Linked DNA regions of Sus scrofa: region 2 is linked to region 1. The links are chromatin contacts, called in public Hi-C maps. All regions are on one chromosome and are shown on one strand. The core of a region is the stretch at or near the end of the contact, and the rest is flanking DNA. Distances in the headings are between cores, read along the strand shown.

What was found. Hi-C and Micro-C count contacts between places; a contact is called where the count stands out from the background.
Region 2: a Hi-C map of heart right ventricle shows a contact between it and region 1, with 2.3 times the contacts expected there. The contact joins two enhancer-like sites.

Annotation. Positions count from the first base shown.
Region 1 is chr12:60,202,034-60,208,083 of Sscrofa11.1, forward strand. The region is part of intron 1 of EPN2 (epsin-2); the gene reads right to left. Among named protein-coding and RNA genes, the nearest start is that of B9D1, 42 kb to the left of the region's middle. Within about 2 kb of position 2,503, at least 30 of the 83 cell types and tissues checked have an H3K27ac peak or open chromatin away from gene starts, as enhancers often do.
Region 2 is chr12:60,311,108-60,317,017 of Sscrofa11.1, forward strand. SLC5A10 (solute carrier family 5 (sodium/glucose cotransporter), member 10) reads right to left here. Exons shown (of 15, transcript NM_001012297.1): 9 at 5,851-5,910. FAM83G (protein FAM83G) reads left to right here. Exons shown (of 5, transcript XM_005654009.3): 3 at 3,485-3,609; 4 at 4,214-5,432. Among named protein-coding and RNA genes, the nearest start is that of FAM83G, 17 kb to the left of the region's middle. Within about 2 kb of position 2,159, at least 20 of the 83 cell types and tissues checked have an H3K27ac peak or open chromatin away from gene starts, as enhancers often do.

The DNA of each region.
Region 1 (6,050 bases), core at 1,253-3,752:
GCTTCGCCCTCAACCTCAGGACCGGGTGGACACGCCCAGATGTCTTCCTGCCAGCAACACCTGCCGGTCCCCGCCAGGCCCCGGAGCCCCCCAGGGCCCGAGCTCTGCTCCGTCCTAACTAGCTGGCAGGCTCCGCTGTCCAGACTCCCGGTCCTGTGTGCCCGCTGCCTTCCACTTTGGCCAGCAGAGCCTGCCCAAGCCAAGGACACGAAAACAGGACCACTTGAGCCCTTCCGGCTCGTCACTCAAGCCTGGGGACCTGGGGTCGCTCACAAACGTCCAGTCCTTTAAGAACCTCCAGGCCAGATGGCTCGGGGAAGGGGACTGTCAAAGCAAGGAAAAATAAACACTGTCAAGGGTTTAGGCCAAGATAGCCACCAGAAAAAAAAAAAAAAAAAAATACGAGGCCTTATTTTCCTAAGTTACTTACTGACAACCAAAGGAACATCAGCAGCCAGAAATGCCCTCGGAAATCTAGTCCAATCACCGGGTATTAATGACTACCTCACAAGCTACGGTAAATGACGCACACACGTTTGTACAATTCTGTTACAACTTAAAATATTTCTGGGCAGAGACAACAAAATGATTTCAAGTTCAGACTTTCTATTCAAGACACACAAATCTTTCTGCACCCACCCAGAGAGCTGGGCCAGCAGCCAGAGGACAGGCAGTCTTTTCCCTGGATGGGGGGACCAGGGCTCACGACCACACCTCTCTACTCCCTGAAAAGCCTATTTTGAAACTGCAGTAATAATTACTTTTATTAAGAATAAGGAGTTCCCTGGTGGCTCAGAGTTAAGGATCTGGCATTGTCGCTGCTGTGGATTGGGTTACTGCTGTGCTGTGAGCTCAGTCCCTGGCTCAGGAACTTCCACAGACCCCAGGCAGGGCCAAAAAAAGAAAAGAAAAAGAAAAGAAAGAACCAGGTTGTGGGTTTTTTTGGCATTTTAGGGCCATGGAAGTCCCCAGGCTAGGGTTCACATCGAAGCTGTAGCTGTCAGCTTACACCACAGCCACAGCAATGCCAGATCTGAGCCACGTCTGCGACCCACACCACAGCTCATAGCAACGCCAGATCCTTAACCCACCGAGAGAGGCCAGGGATCAAACCCGCATCCTCATGGATCCTAGTTGGGCTCATTAACCGTCGAGTCATGATGGGGACTCCAAGAATCAGAGTTTCTGATGTACATGAGACAACCACTGGTAACCACACAGAGCTGATAAAGGCCAACCAGCCCCAAAGACAGTGAGCATCGGCTGGCCTGGGGAAGCCTCCCTGTGGGTGGCACGCCCGTCTGTCAGGCTCCAGAAAGGCCGCGGGAGATCTGCAGATGCCATGGCAAAAGCCAGACTGTTCGGCTGCACAGACGGAGAGCCGATCCTTGCTGTTCCGGAGGCAGAAGGAGGGACCGGGCGTCTGGGGACAGCAGATGCAAACTGCCAGATCTGGAATGACAGCGAGACCCCACTGCAGAGCCCAGGGAGCTCTACCAGTCTCCGGGGATAAACCATAACAGAAAGGAGCATTTTAAAAGCATGGAGACAGTATGTACAACTAAACCACTTCAACAGAAGGTAGCACAGTCCCAGAAATCGACCGTAATTTAAATTCTTTTGCAAGAGCCCGTCTGCTCGGTATGGAAAGGAACACTCCTGCCTCCAGTCCGTGCCCGGTCCTGGGGGTGGTTCCTTAAGCCGAATTTCACTCCATCCTGGAGACAGCAGACTCTGTCTGCCGCTTCCACCTGCCCAACGTCCTGTCCCTTCTCCGAGACAGAGCCCGGGCTTCCCGTGGGGAAGAGGCGGGGAGCGGGCCCAGCCCCGGCCATCAGCGCACCCGGGCCCAGCCACCATGGGCAATCCAGCCTGGGCTGCCGGAGACCCCGCTGGGGAGGCCCCCAAACCACAGGGAAACTCAGCAGCCTCAGGCCCCCGCAGGGCCAGGTTTCCCAGAGGCTGAACCCAACACAGAAGCAAGGAGCCCAGGGACGGAGCCGGGGCCAGACTACCGCTGCCTGAACCCATGGCCGTCTGCACCTGAAGCCGTTTATCCACACAGCAACTGTGCACAGCCCCGAGCAACAGCCAAAGCACAGGCAGAGCCTCCAGGACAGGCACAGGGACTCCCGCCAGGCCCTCAGCCCTGGCTGAGCCACGGCGGGAGCAGGGTGGGGCCCCTCCCTCCTCAAAGTGCAGGGGACCCAGCCAGAGTCTGGGATCATCACTCTTTAGAGGGCAGCTTGTAATGGTGACCATAACGCAGCAGCTGTCCCACTTGCAGGGGACAGGCTGGGGCAGAAAAGTTCTGGCACATCTGAAAACACAACCAGAATTCGATAGACAGCGCCTACTAGAAACAGATAATACAACAGCAAACAGAACAACGCTAAAAAAACAACAAAAAATTCCAAGGCTCGGGTGATACCCCTGGAGGCAGGAAGAATTCGGTAACAACTTGGTCCAGGGCCTGCAGAGCGGGCGGGGAAATTCCTCCAGGCCCAGGGCTCCGGAGGGAGGAGCAAGCAGCCCTCGGGGCCCAGGTGGGTCACTGGTCAAAGCCCACGTGACAGTGGCGCGTCTGTGACGGGGGCGTGGCCGGCCTGGCGCCAAGCAGCAGCTGGCCCTGCCGGTCAGGGTCTCCGCCAAATCGCCACAGTGGTTTTGGTGGCTTTCCAGGGACGGAGGATCTCTAGCAGGGACCAGGACCAGCTACGAGGGAGGAGCAGCAGACCTAACAGTCACAGGTCACCCAGTCACAATGAGAGGCATCACCAAACAAACCGAAGCTCACCCCATCCGCGGCTGGGGGCCTCCTGGGACTGTCTTACGGCAGGTGACAGGAGCACAGTGGGGGGGTGCTGCCCCCTCCCCTGTGGTGTCTGCCACGCAGTGGGGCCTCTGACCACAGACGCCAGAATCTCCAGGGGACACGCTGGGACAGCCAGGGTAGCACTCGGGATGTGACACCCTTTCCAAGCTCCTGGGTGACACCCAGGCTCACTGTGTGACAGTCACCAACACCGAGGTGGGACCCACTTGGCTTTCACTCTCCTCCCCGCCGCCCAAAAGGTGCCCCACGACAGCAGCCCACGTGCCCCCCCCACCCCGTCACAGTGGGACAGCTCGCTCAGTGCAGCTTTCTTCGCCACAACGACCGCGGGGGCCCAGGGAGAAAGGGCCGCCATGAGCCACGTGCCAGCAGGGAGAGAGCCTGCACAGGCCACTCGCTGGACGGGGGGACGCAGCACCACAGCCTAACGGGTCCTCGCAGGGCAGAGGGGTCAGATTTTACCCACCAGCCCCAGACTGGGCTCAACCACACGTCCGGAATTCCTAAAGCAAACATGGAGAGGCCCCTGGGCGCCGACAGCGCAGGCACAGGGAAACTGGCCTCTCCCTTTGCGGGGACGAGCCCCGGGGTGCCGGTCACCTGGCCTTAGAGGGGACGGACGGCCCTGCCCCCTCCAGCCCCCACCAAAGAGCCCCGGGGGCTCCTCCCCGCCACGACGGCCATGGAGCCAGCGAGGTCAGACAGCCGATGGCCTAACGGGAACCCGGTCTTCCTAAAAGCAGACAGCGCGGCGGACCCCGCGTCTCCTCTCCAGCGGGGCCGATCACTTGGCCTCTGGGAAGGGCAGCCTGCGGCACGGGTCACAAAACGCCCAAGTGCGGTCTTTCCAGAGACCGAGCGAAGCCAGGGTGGGGTCGGGAGACAGGGTTCTGGCCGTTGGACACAGCCACTGAGAAAGGGGGTGTGACAAGCTCCCCCCGCTTAGAGGGTCGAGGATCACACCCCGAAAGCTGGACCAGGCGGATGCAGGGGCCTGCCACGAGGGACAGGGAGCTCCTTGAGGCCCCCCCCCACCTCCGCAAGGCTCCGCAAGGCAGTTCTGCAAATGACCCGTCCCGGACGAGGTCCTTTTTTGGCTTTTTAGGGCCGCACGTGCGGCATGTGGAAGTTCGGACAAATCGGAGCCGTAGCCTCCAGCCTACACCACAGCCACCGCGCCAGATCCGAGCCACGCCACAGCTCACGGCAACGCTGGATCCTTCACCCGTGGGGCGAGGCCAGGGATGCAACTGAGTCCTCGTGGATCCTGGCTGGGTTCACAACCCGCTGAGCCCCAAGAGCAACTCCCGTGGACAGCGCTCTCCATAAGCCCTGCAGGAAGCCAGCGTCGCGGTGGGTGCGGCAGGGCACACACAGCCAGGGGCCGGGAGGCAGGGACAGGGACCAGACACTCAGCACGAGCCCTTCTGCCCCCAGGCCCTCTTGCCATCTCCGTGGTGTCACCGGCAGCCCCAGCCCCAGGTCAGCCACCAAGGCTAGAATTCCGGCGACAAGCCAAGCCTAGCGGTGGACGTTTTCCTGGCCTGTGGGCTCCGTGAGGCAGAAAGGCAGGGCTTCCTGGGGCCCTTGGGGAGCAGGAAGAGCAGCCCTGGGAACGCTTCTGTCCTCGAGGAAGGCAGCTTGCGCACGAGAGCCCGGGGGCCAGACCCCGCCTCTAACGTGCTGTGACTCTGCCACCAGAAATACCCACGAATGGCAGATGGCAACACCACCGGAGACTGGGGATCACAGAAGGGGGCATCTGATGGCTTCACAGCCCCCACCGGGCAGGCACAGCGGCAGATGAGTCTGCTCACTAGAATTTTCCAGCTCGAGACATGGGGGGAAAGCAGGCTCCTGGGGAAGATGTAGAATTCCCATGATTCCATGCTCGCCTTAGGCCTGGCCGGCCACTGCGGTGGTGCCAAGTGCTGGGCTGCTGCCACGGCTGAGCAGCCAGCAGGACAGCGGAAGCTAACGGGGGCTGTGGACCCCACGGCCAAACCCTGCTCAGCCTGACACTTTTCTCAAGAGGCGCTCAAGATGCTTGCCAGGTGCAACCTCCCGGCGGGTCCGGGAAGGTCCCTGCACGCTGTGAAGGACCAGCCAACGGCCAGGGGAGCAGGGCGCCGTCTGCTCACCTCGGCCCTCGAACCAGCGGAATTGGTGGCCACATCCGACTCCCCCATGTAGCTCTTTGGGAGGGGGGCTCACGGGCTGGCCCTGTCCCAACCCCCACCCCCGGCAGCAGGGGGTGCAGTCGGCAGAGCCCCCAGAGACCAGCTGACAGGCGACTTCAGCGAAAGGGCACAAGATAAGCCAATTATCCCCCATGTGGAAAGTCACTCTCCGTGCCCCCGGTGCCCGAGCTGGGCCCCGGCTCCTGGTCGGCCTCCCATGGGGCTGCGGCGACACCGGCTCTTCCCTGCTGTTCCCCATCTGTTCATGAACAGCGCCTGAGGGGGGTCTGCCCGTGGCCCACCGCGTCCTCGCTAAGGGGGACCCCGCGCCCGGTGAGCGCCCCAGCGCGTGCCCAGGGAGTGCGTGAGAGGCAACCCACCGCTCAGACTCGCAGCTCACGCCCGGCCCGTGTCCCGGGTCCTTCCCTCTGGGCCTCCGTCGCTCGGTTCGGCCCAGCTGCTCCGCTCACCGAGCTGGTGAAACACAGCGATGCTGTCAGCGCTTCATGACGCAGAGCCGAGGACACAGGACAGGCCGCAGACAAGCCTGCGCTGCGGGCAGGCCCACCCCGCCAGGCCACAGTGCCCCGGAGTGGAGGCCCGCGCGGCCGGGTCAGGAGGGCAGAGGGGCCTGTCCGTTTGGCAGGGGGTGTCGCAAGCCCGTTCCCGACCACACATACAAGCGCCAGCTCTTCTCCCGTGCAGCTGGCGTTTCCAAAAAGGTCTGAGATGTGCTCGCTCTGATACCGGAGCAATCGTCAGAGAACAGGCTGAGGACTGCGCCCGAAAATAGAAGCTCTTGAAACAGAAGCTGGAGCCTCCTAGCTGAGCCCTGCCTGCATGCCAGGGTGTCTCTCACCGAGCCGTCCGTCGGGAGACGGTACGAGGGGTGACTCCCCAGTGCCACATGTCACAGGCCAGGCAGTGGAGGCGCGGAGAGGTTGGGTGACTGGCCAGGGGACACGCCGGCAAGTGGGAGGACCGGGGCTGATCCAAGGTCTCTGGCTTCTGAGTCCACCCTCCAAGCCTTCCGA
Region 2 (5,910 bases), core at 909-3,408, 110 kb after region 1:
TGCTGGTGAGCACAGGGTACCAGGTGACAGTCTGGGGGCAACGCTAGGAGCCAGGCCTGGGCCCCAGCTCTGCCACCTGCCCTGTAGCACTGGGCAGAGACACTGATCTTTCTGGGCCTCAGTCATCTCGTCTGAAAAATGGAAGGACTGTCACTCATTGGCAGGGCTGCCGTGCAGAGTCACGGCGGCCACGTGGGGGTCGGGCTCTAGGTAACGAGTCCCTTTCCGTCTCTCTGGTCGGGGACGGCGCAGCCCCTCCCATGAGGCCCCGGCTCTGGTCGAGCGCCAAGGGGCTTCCTGTCCCCCTTTGAGCTGTGGTCTGGCTGGGGACCGCCTCCCCCCACAGCTCCCCCTCCAGGCAGCCCCCCAGCCTGAAGCCCAGAGCTCACACCACACGTGTTGGAAATGGCCTTGGTGCTGCCCAGGCCAGCCCGCGCCTGGTTCCCAGGTGAGGTGGGAGGACATCGCCAGCCCCTCCCGGTGCCCAGCTGTCCCCAGGCACCTCTGCCCACCGGCTCTGCTGGCCCCTGACTCCTCAGGCAGGAAGTGTGGAAACGAGTGCCCGTGTTCCGGTGGGGAACAGGCCCAGGGCCGTCACACCAGGGGCTGGACCGTGCTGAGCGAGGCCCAGAGCGGGTGGGAACCAGGCTGGGCCTTGAGGTTCACAGCTTAGGATGGGCTCAGAGCTGTGAGCTGCCTGCTCGGCTGATGTGAAAAGCTAGTCGGCTTTGTGCAGCCAAACTGGAAAAACCAGCAGCCACTTGGGCAAAGGCTGGACCCGTTTCTGATGAGCACGGAAGGGCCAGGCGGCGTGGCCGGGGGAGGGCGCTGGCTGGGGCAGGGGTGGGCATTCAGGCTGCAGGCTGCACAGCTAGCCCCGGCCCCCTTTGGGTGCCCTGCGCTGCCTCTCCCGACCTGCCTTCCCTGACCCCGGCCTGGCTCCAGAATGGACCCAGGGCAGTGCTTTTCAACCAAAAGCCTTCCTGGCCAGGGCCCTTGGCCTTGTCCGGAGACGTTGGCAATGGCTGTGACCAGGAAGGAACTGCTGGTGTCTGGTGGGTGGCGGGCAGGAGGCTTTTAAACAGCCTGTGGCGCACGGCGGCCCCGACAGAGGTCCACCCGCCCAGAAGGCCGCAGTGCCTGGCGGCCTCGGCCAGGGAGAAGCCAGGAACCCCCGGCCCCGCCGCCAGCAGTATTTCCATCCCAGCTTCAGGACGGCCTAGGGGAGGCCAGGGTGCGCTGGTCACCTGCCCCATTACAGAGAGAGAGGAGGGCAGAGGCTGGCCCGGCGCCCAGCACATGGGGACACAGGCTGTCTGTCCCCAAGCTGGTCTGATCTCACTTTCACCGGTCAGGCCTGGTCAGGGAGGTCTCTGGGCCTCCCCACTCCTCCTCAGGCCCAGGAGGTGCCAGCAGGCCCCTGGAGGGTGAAAAAGCCACCAGCGTGCAGCTGCGGGCTGTCCTCAGTCCCCGGGGGCTGGACTCCGGGCACCAGGAGGCCTGGGCCAGTCCCTCCGCCCCCGAGGCACCTGACCACAGCGAACGGCTGACTCCCGGCCTCCCTGGGCCCCAGATGCTTTCCGGTCCTCCCAGCCGGTTCCGCACTGCCCCTCACGCAGAAAGGACGACACGCCTGTCAGGCCGCGCAGCACAGCCCGCTCAGTCCCGGCCGTCCCGAGCACAGCGCAGCAGCCCTGCAGCGGCGGGTCGGGGGAGGCCCATTTCACAGACGAGAACGCGGAGGTGTGTAACCACGCCAGGACTGGGGTCGTGTTGGACCAGAGCCCGAGAGTGACCCACTTGCCTGGGCTTGTCCCTTGGCCTCCCACCAGCCCGGTGTGAGCACAGGAGGCTCCGTGGAGGCTCGGGGTGCTGGGGCCACCCCAGCCCTCGGGTCCACTGCGTCCTGCCCCGTACACGCTTGGGGCAGAAGTGCCCTGAGCGGGGAAATGCTGCCTGGCCATCCTGACCCCCCCACACAGGAGGGAGCCAGCTCCAGAGGCTGTGGGGACCCGCCCAGAGCACCCCACATGTCCTCTGTGGCCTGCCGCCGGCTCTGCGGGGGGCGCCAGGCGCAGGGACAATGGGACCCTGTGGCTCCTCCACCTCTGCTCGCCCAGGCCTGGCTCCCGAGACGTTACCTCATCTGGGCCAGGCCCCGTGGGGCGGGGCCCGCCCGGGAGCACACAGCCCCCGCCCGCTGCTGAGCCCAGGCTGGGTGGGCCTGCAGTTGGCGGCCAGCCCCCAGCGTGCGGGCAGGGCAAGCGCGGCCCAGAGGCTCGCTCAGAGTCACACAGAGCATCCGGCGTAGCCCAGGCCGCCCCTGCCCCTCCAGGTGGATGTGGGTGTGAGCTTCCGAGGCCTTGGTGGGCAGGCTTTGGGGTGGGTGGGGCGGGCGCTGTGAGAGGGGAACTGAGCCGAGGGGCGGCCTGCGGCCCAGCACGCGGCGCTCTGGGCCAGGGACCCACAGAAGCCGCGAGCTGGGCTGCGGTCGGGTGCAGGTGGCGGGAAGGCCTTGCTCCGCCTCCAAGATCTTTGTTCAGGCTTCTGGTCCCTCAGCGTGCTCTGTGTTGGGTACAAAGTCACGGGCACTAATTGTCCTGGGCCGAGGCCAGCTTCCTGCTGAGCTGGCTGTGTGCAGACAGGCAGCTGCCAAGGGGGCCCAGGGAGCTGGGCTGGGAGCAGAGGTTCACCTGCCTTCTGAGCTGGGCCCCACGGGATGGCCGTGGGCATCCATAGGCCCTGCCCTTCGACCTCCGAGGGCACTGCCCTAGGGCTGCCCCAAGCCGAGCGGTCTGGGCCTGTCACAAAAGCCACGGGCTCAGGAGCAGAGGGGCTGCGGGCTGGAGTGGAGGCTGCCTCCAGCTCTCTGCTCTCTCCCGCTGCCCCTGCCTGGACTCAGGCCCGCCTCCTCCTGGCACAGGGGTCCCCTCTCTGCCCTCTGCCTCACTCCCTCTGGACGCCAAAAACCATCTTGATGTGCTGCCTCAACCCACCACTCCTGCTCTAAATGGTGCCCTGGCTCCCTGCTGCCCTCTGCCGGCCATGCCAGGCTCCGAGCAGCCGCAGGGCCTTTCATCAGCCTCTGGCTGGGCCCGCTCTGCAGGCCCCGTCACCCACCCTCCTCCCCCGAAGCCCCATGGGTCTCAAACAGGCCGTCGCTCTTGCCGCCAGGCCTTTGTCCTGCTGAGCCTGGACTGCTCTTTCCGGTCAGCTCAGCCTTCCCCAGCGCCTCTCCTGGCCTGTCCCCCTCCAGCGTGGGATCCTGGTGCTGCAGGGCTGCTCTGTGGACCCCTCAGGCCACACCAGGACCACCCTGTGCCCCCCCCTCCAGTGTCAGGTCCCACTGTAGCCACAGCCTGAGGTCCCCACACATGCCAGCCCTTTCTCCAGGTCCCGGGCTCAAGCTCCCACCTCGACGCTCTGGGCTGGGGGGGGGGGTCAGTGCCAGCTCGTCTAACTCGGCCTCCCGCCCCCGACGCAGAATCTCAGGGTGCGGAGCAGCGGAGGGACAGAGTTCTTCACGCGTTCGGCCACCAAGTTCAAGGGCGCCCTGGCCCAGAAGTTCATGTTCGTGGACGGAGACCGGGCCATCTGCGGCTCCTACAGGTGACTCTCTGGCTTTCTGCCCTTAATCCTGCCTTGTGGCGCCTCAGTTATTCCAGTTCATTGGTCCCCAAAATGCTAGGGTGTGAGCGGGACTGGGCACGCCCACACACTGCCCGCCCATCTTGGAAGCAGGCAGAGGCGGGCTCTTACCCGAGGAGAGGCTGCTCTTCCAGACTCAGGTGTCAGCGACCTGGAGGTTCGGTGGGGCCAGGCCCACAGGGTGGTCACCCCGAGAGCCGCCCTCAGGGCTGGGCCAGGATGAGGTCGGCCGTGGCCCAGCTTTGCCAGCCCCGTCGTGCAGGGGCCACTCGGGGTGGGCAGTGGCAAAGCCACTGAAGACCACCAGCTGGCCGGGCTGCACCCAGGAGGAGCTCGTCGCAGGCGGGGAGTGGCTCAGACTGGGGGGCTTGCAGGAGGTCCCAGATCAGGTTTGCCCCTTAGGCTGGTGCCCTGTGTCCTGCCCACTTCTCCGCAGTCCCTTCTGTGGCCACAGTCTGCTGGACCCTGGCCTGTGGGTGCACGGGGCTGGGGTCTGGCTCAGGCCCGCTGCAGGGGCTGGGGCCCGGGCCCCGAGCCTGAGCAGGCGGCCCGCCCTGTGTTGCAGCTTCACGTGGTCAGCGGCCAGGACGGACCGGAACGTGATCTCCGTGCTGTCCGGCCAGGTGGTGGAGGTGTTCGACCGGCAGTTCCAGGAGCTGTACCTCACGTCGCACAGCGTCAGCCTCAAGGGCGTCCCCATGGAGAAGGAGCCCGAGCCCGAGCCCATCGTGCTGCCCTCTGTGGTCCCGCTGGTGCCCTCGGGCACCATGGCCAAGAAGCTCGTCAACCCCAAGTACGCGCTGGTCAAGGCCAAGAGTGCCGACGAGCTCGCCAAGACGTCCTCCGAGAAGCAGGAGGCCACGAGGCCCCTGGGGGCACGGGGCCCCGACCCGGCCGAGCGGCCGGCGGAGCTGCCGGAGCCACCCCCGCCGATCCACCCGGGGCTGCTCAACCTGGAGCGAGCCAACATGTTTGAGTACCTGCCCACGTGGGTGGAGCCGGACCCGGAGCCCGGCAGCGACATCCTGGGCTACATCAACATCATCGACCCCAACATCTGGAACCCCCAGCCCAGCCAGATGAACCGCATCAAGATCCGCGACACCTCCCAGGCCTGGAGGCAGAGCCAGGACTCCAGCGCCGGCCCCGCGAACGGGGTGCCCGCCCAGAACGGCCTCCCCCAGGGCGACGCCGAGCCACGGCCTCCCGTGCCCAAGCCCCGGACGGTCCCCGTGGCGGACCTGCTTGCCCGGGATGGCGGCGGCCTGGGCTGGGCCCTGGAGAGCCCGGAAGAGGAGGCGCCCCAGCACAGCACGGACCTTGGGCCGCCCAGGACCGCGGGCCCCGGCCCCGGCCCCCTGCAGCGGCAGCTGTCCACGGATGCCCCGGACGGCCAGGGGGCGGCGGTGCCCAATGGGCTAGATGGGGAGGAGGAGGAGGAGGAGGACGACGACGACTACGTGACCCTCAGTGACCAGGACAGCCTCTCGGGCAGCTCTGGCCGAGGCCCTGGCCCCCGGCGGCCCTCGGTGGCCTCCTCCTCTGTGTCAGACGAGTATTTCGAGGTGACGGAGCGCTCGGCCACGCTCCGGAGGCGCCACTCAGAGCAGGTGGCCAACGGGCCGGCCCAGCCCCCCCGCCGACAGCTGAGTGCCCCTCACCTGACACGGGGGACCTTTGCCGGACCCCTGGGGGGCCCCTCGTGGGCCCAGGGTCGGGAGAGAGAAGAGGCGGGCACTCTGACGAGGATGCAGGCCCCACGCTCGGCGGACAAGGAGGCACAGGTGGGTCGGGGTCCCTGCGCACGGGGGTCCCGGGCGCCCTTCCCCGAGGGGCGGGGGCGGCAGCCGGGCGGGGCTGCACACTCGGCAGGTCGTTACCAGTGCCTGGGACCCTCAGCCCCGGCGTCCTGTAAAGGCCACCTGCGCCGGCCCCCGGGAGCCAAGAGGACACACCTCACACTCCAGAGGGTGCAGACGCGTGCTGTGACCGGGCGGTCTGCTCCCCAGTTTGTGGCCGGGGCGGCGGCACAGAGATGTTCTGCCTCAGCCCGAGGTCGCACAGCAGGAGGCGGTCTCGCCCGGCCTCGGGTCAGGCCCCGTGGGGGCGCCTCTGACTGTGGCTGCCCCAGGCGGGGAGGCAGCTGGCCCCTGCCTTCGCCTCCCGCTGCGGGGCCCCGCCAGCGCCCAGGGCCCGTCCTACCTGGAAACAGCACGCGGCTGATCATGCCCGGCATGACCATCAGGCCCATGGGCAGCATCT